2 separate regions of the Sus scrofa genome follow, and region 2 is linked to region 1. The links are chromatin contacts, called in public HiChIP or PLAC-seq maps. All regions are on one chromosome and are shown on one strand. The core of a region is the stretch at or near the end of the contact, and the rest is flanking DNA. Distances in the headings are between cores, read along the strand shown. Region 1 holds the start of RAPGEFL1 (rap guanine nucleotide exchange factor-like 1). Region 2 holds the start of CSF3 (colony stimulating factor 3 (granulocyte)).

Region 1 (2,700 bases), core at 99-2,598:
TGGAGCCCTCCCCTCTTCTTATTTGGTTCATAAAATGCCTGGGGAGCTACGAGCCACTCCAACCAGTTTCCCCTCTTAGCCCCAAAGATATTGGGGTATCCAATAATGAGAACCCAGGAAACAAATACTCGGCTCTCTAGTCCAGCTTTTTAGCCAAAAGTGTGCTTTCTCCTTTTTAACTGTTCTTTTTTGCAAATCCACAAACAGATGGGTGTGCAAAGCTTTATTTCTATGAAGACATGCTCTTGCACACATAGGACCAGATAGGTACACACAGTGACACACGTGCATGGCACACACCCTGTTCAGTTCCACCACCACTCCCAGCCTTTAACATTCCTGTTGCTGCCTGGTTGGTGCACAGTAAACAGGGGTGGGGCATTGGCCAAGGAGCCTCAACCCATCTGGTGCCTGGTGCCACTCCCCACCTTGTTACCTTAACCTTGATGTGCTTACACTGAGCATGTCTCTCTACCACCCTCCTTCTGGAACGGTGTGCCCTTAGGGGCAGAATGCTCTGGGCATAGGCATCAGGAATAAGATTACTTGGAGAGCAAATTTGGTATTACTTTCCTCACTCTGTGGTTATGTCATCTCTGGATGGGCTCGCTCTCTATGCTGGATGGTGTTAGTTGGCAGTTCTGGAGCTTGTCAACCATCTCTAGGGCTCTGCTTCCTCCTGCTGCCAGCTAGGCTCAGGTGCCCTTGTGCTCCTGGTCTCCTCCCCCTTTGCCTACTGTCTCTTCTCCTCACCCCAATTAGACCTGCCACAACCTGCGGCTCCCAGCCTGGCTCCTACCTGCCTGCCAGTACCTGCCTCTCACAGGCCAGGCCCTCACCACCTATTGTGCCCTACCAGAAAGGGCAGATGAGTACTGCCTCAGGTTTCAATGCCAGTTCACCCGAGGCCTTTCCAGCCCTTCTAACAGAAGGAAGATAAAAACCACATATTCCTCAGAGTATGGCAACAAGAGTACATTATCAAGATCCAGAGTGATGGACAACCAATCAGCAATTTTTGGAGGCCCCACCCGAATACAGGTAGGTGAGTCAAGCAAAGTGTGTGGCCTGGTTCTTTGCAATGATACCAAGAGTCCTCGTAGGCCTCAAGCCAGGAACCCCCTTTCAGTGGGTAAATTACTCCCTCCCCTTTGCCCTGAACGTCTGGATCTGCCCCGAGTCTAATCCCATTCAGCCCCTTACTGTTTCCCTCGCTGTCAGCCCCTGCGCCCAAGTTCAAGCCTCGCGCGGCCTAGGGGGCGGGCCCATGAAGGGCGGGGGCGGGGACTGGGCGGGGACTGAAGGAGGGGGCGCGGCCTCAGTTCTGCCACCTTCCCCCCGGTCAGGAGCACAGCCGCCGCCGCCGCTGCCGCCGCCGCCGCCACCGCCGCGTCTTCTCAGCGTTGCGCACCACCCGCTGCCTTTGCCGCCGCAGCCCGGCTCCGGAGCGTAGAGCGAGGGGCACCGGCCCCGCAGCCTACCCACCCTTCGGGCCGCGTGCGCTGCAGCCGGCATGGGGGGCCACTAAGAGCAGGCACTCCTTCCCTCTGGCACCCCCTCCGGCCCCTGGCCACTGGACTCCGGCCAGCGAGCCTCGGGCACCTCTGCCCCCAGTCCGGCGCCTGGCACGGCCCTCCGCTCTGCCCCTCCGGCTCTGAGCATCGTGTCCCCGCCCCCCCCCCGCCCGCGCCTGGGACACCTGGGTCCTCCGGCGGCCCCGAGGAGAGGGGCGGGGGGGGGGCATGAAGCCGCTGGAGAAATTTCTGAAGAAGCAGACGTCGCAGCTGGCGGGGCGAACGGTGGCGGGAGGTCCCGGCGGGGGTCCGGGTAGCTGCGGCGGGCCTGGAGGGGGTGGGGGACCTGGCGGGGGCGGCGGTCCAACCGGGGGACCGCGGCCACTGCAGCGGCGTCAGAGCGTGTCTCGCCTGCTGCTCCCAGCTTTCCTCCGGGAGCCCCCCGCCGAGCCGGGGCTGGAGCCGCCCCCTGAGGAGGACGGGGGCGAGCTGGCGGGGGTCGCGGAGGAGCTCAGCAGCAGGGGGCCCTGTTGGCTGCAGCTAGAGGAGGTGCCAGGGCCCGGACCGCTCGGGGGAGGGGGGGCCCTGCGCTCCCCTTCCTCGTACTCCTCAGATGAGCTGTCCCCGGGCGAGCCCCTGCCTTCCCCACCCTGGGCCCCCCTGGGCGCCCCCGAGCGGCCGGAGCATCTTCTGAACCGGGTTCTGGAGCGGCTGGCTGGAGGGGCCACCAGGGACAGCGCTGCCTCAGGTAAGGAGTCGGCCAGCTCATCCATCCCCCAGTAGGGGGTCGTCCCCTGGTTGCTCTTCCTTGCCCTTGGAGAGTGGGGGTGGCGCTGCGCGGAGCCTCGGTGTGGGGTTGAGTGGTCTGGTCAGCTGAAGTGGGCTAGGGGCCTACGGGAGGGACAGACCCTTCTGCAGTGGAGAAGTGGCAGTGCCACCTTCCTCCCTGTAGCAGCTTCAGCCAGTGGCTGGGGAAGAAGCTGAACCTCTTTCTCTCCTTAAGCCACCTCTCCTCTCCCCCGGACATCTTATCCAGCCCTTCCTAGGTCCCTGATGTTGACTGCGTCCTTCTGTGGCCCCAAATTCGGGCCTGACATGCTAAGATGGACGCTGCCCAGACCAGTCAGTGTGGCCCCCTAGAGGTGGCCAAGCCCTGAAAGACCTTCCAGGAGTCCCCAGTTCTGTT
Region 2 (2,700 bases), core at 93-2,592, 140 kb before region 1:
CGGTTCTGTTAAACCCGCCCCTATATTCCCATGGAGCTGGGCCCAGGGATGGGCTCAGTCGGGGCCTGGTAGCCAGTTGCCTAACCTAAGGTGTTGTTGGGGGCCAAGGCCACCCTGCAGGCCAGGGGACCAGAGGCAAGAAATGACTGGATTAGCCGGTGACGTCCCTTCCCGTTGTGGCCACCAGGGGGCCCCGTCTCCGCAGAGATGGCCTGGCCCAGTCAGACACACCCACTCCTCATCCAAAGGCTCACTGTTCTGGCACCTTGTAGGGTAAATTGGGACAGAAAGTGACAGCCTTGAGTGCAGTTGGTCAGACTTCCCCAGGTAGGCCCCATGGCCTGTGGAAAACTCTCAGGCGCCAGGCAGAGGTCCAGGTTATAACTCTGACTCTGCTGCCCATGACCTTGGGCAAGGCTCTGCCCTCACTGGCCCAGTTCACAGGGTTGGAACGAACTCCAAAGTCCCTTCCAGCGCTCACAGTGCATGGTTCTCCAGTTTGAAGCCAGGCACTTTCTTCTTTCTCACCCTTCTCTGCTCAGGACAGCACCCATACTCTGGCTGGCAGTGAACCTGGCCAGGGAAGCCCCATATCCCAGATCCTCAAGCCCCAAAGCACTAGGACATTGTCGGGGGAGGGGTAGTGCGGGGGGAGGAGGAGGAAGGGCAAGGTCAGGTGAACTAAGAGGCTCGAAGGGTCTTGCTTCATCAGGACAGTCATCCGGTTTCCTCCAGTCTCTGCCAGGATTCCGGGGGCTTAAAGGAATGAGTCATGGGGGGGATTGGGGAGTTCCCAGCTACCCAGTTCAGAACAGGAACCTGGGATGGTGCCTATCACAGTGTGGGCTGGGGACAGGAGGCAAGACCCCCATGTCCTTATCTCAGGCTCCAGCCCCTCCGAAGGGCACTCAGGGAGGCAGGTGCCTGGGAATTTGGGGGATAGAAACGGGAGCACCTAGCTTCTTCCTTCTCAGAGCTGGGGCTGAGGGAGCAGGTGGCTTGAGAATCCCAAGAGAGAGTGGCAAAGGGGGCTTCATGGGGACATGTGCCGGGGAGGGAGGGAGGCCTGCCTCTGCCCTGAGTTCTGACCTTACTCCAGCCCCCAAGGCCTCTATCACTGGCTCAGCTTTTGTTTAGCGGTTCAAACACCCTGGGGCAATGCAGGCCTGGGTGGGGCTAGGGGAGGAAGGGAGTCCGAGGGGGACCAGACGTCAAAGAAGAATCAGAGATTCCACAATTTCACAAAACTTTCGCAAACAGTTTTTTTTTTTTGTTTTGCCCCAACCGCCCTGCATTGTCCTGGACAACAAATTTGCATAAGTCTTGGGAAGTTATTACTAAGCCTTAGTCGCGGCACCAGGTAATTTCCTCCCAGGCCTCCATGGGCTTATGTATAAAGGCCCCCAGATCTGGTCCCTGACAGAACCCAGAACCTACAGACCCACCCAGACCCTCGGCTGAGCCTGCTGCCCAGAGCCCCATGAAGCTGATGGGTGAGTGTCCGGGGCCCTGGACGTGGGGAGGGGCAGAGGGGCAGAGGACTGGGGGTCCCTAGGATCCTGGAAAGGGACTCAGGTGGAGTGGACGGCACGTTCCCTGAGCCCCTGTCTGCTCCCAGCCCTGCAGCTGCTGCTCTGGCACATTGCACTCTGGATGGTGCCCGAAGCCGCCCCTCTCAGCCCTGCCAGCTCCCTGCCCCAGAGCTTCCTGCTCAAGTGCTTAGAGCAAGTGAGGAAAATCCAGGCTGATGGCGCCGAGCTGCAGGAGAGGCTGGTGAGTGAGGGAGGCCGGCAGCGGAGGGTCAGGGAGGGGACAGAGGTGCTGCAGGAGGGGGCACAGAGGAGAGGTTGGGGGAGAAGGAGGCGAAGGGACCCTTGGGAAAGAATGCCTCCAGATTGGGAGAGGAGAGACTGGGGGTAATGGACTGGCAAGGAGAGGTGGAGCCCTGGGCACTGGCACAGAGCTGGGGGCGGGGGAGAACTTCTTGGGGACAGTGCTGGGAGGGGCTGGCTGCGGAGTGGACGGAGGAAGGGGAGCAAGAAGCCTGGTGGGAGGTGGAAGGAGGAAAAGACCTCAGAGAGATGGGGGCGCTCGGAAGGGAGGACAGCCCAGCCCTGTCAGCCCCCCTCACTCGGCATCCTTCCCGCCCCCAGTGTGCCACCCACAAGCTGTGCCACCCCCAGGAGCTGGTGCTGCTCGGGCACTCTCTGGGCCTCCCCCAGGCTTCCCTGAGCAGCTGCTCCAGCCAGGCCCTGCAGCTGGTGAGTTCCGGAGGGGAGAAGGGAGGTGAGGGGGTAGGAAAGGTGATCTGGAAGGAACACCCCCTGACTCCTCCCCATCCCCCCAGACTGGCTGCCTGAACCAACTGCATGGCGGCCTCGTCCTCTACCAGGGCCTCCTGCAGGCCCTGGCGGGCATCTCCCCAGAGCTGGCCCCCGCCCTGGACATACTGCAGCTGGATGTCACCGACTTAGCCACCAACATCTGGCTGCAGGTGAGTCTCTCTGGGAGCAGCAAGCATTGGGGGCCTGGACCCAGATGGTCTTCAAAGGCCGTGCTGCCAGCCCGGGGATCCCGGGGTTCTTTAGGGCTGGGGCAGGAGCCTTGCAGGGCTGGGAGGGGCAGGGGGCGTTGGAGGTATGGAGCTACCAGCCCATCCCAGGACCCTCCCCCATTTCCCCTAGTTGGGGGTGTGAATCA

What was found. HiChIP or PLAC-seq counts read pairs in DNA pulled down with a chosen protein or histone mark.
Region 2: an H3K27ac HiChIP or PLAC-seq map of skeletal muscle shows a contact between it and region 1. The contact joins the promoter of CSF3 here to the promoter of RAPGEFL1 in region 1. A contact is called at or near these places in 1 of 5 promoter capture datasets (fetal liver), 8 of 47 Hi-C or Micro-C datasets (adipose tissue, alveolar macrophages, embryonic fibroblasts and 4 more) and 2 of 2 datasets of contacts at active chromatin or transcription factors (alveolar macrophages and skeletal muscle).

Annotation. Positions count from the first base shown.
Region 1 is chr12:22,194,489-22,197,188 of Sscrofa11.1, reverse strand. RAPGEFL1 (rap guanine nucleotide exchange factor-like 1) reads left to right here and starts at 1,348. Exons shown (of 11, transcript XR_002337116.1): 1 at 1,348-2,262.
Region 2 is chr12:22,334,591-22,337,290 of Sscrofa11.1, reverse strand. It overlaps CSF3 (colony stimulating factor 3 (granulocyte)), which reads left to right and starts at 1,342. Exons shown (of 5, transcript NM_213842.1): 1 at 1,342-1,493; 2 at 1,619-1,773; 3 at 2,154-2,261; 4 at 2,348-2,494. The coding sequence starts at 1,481.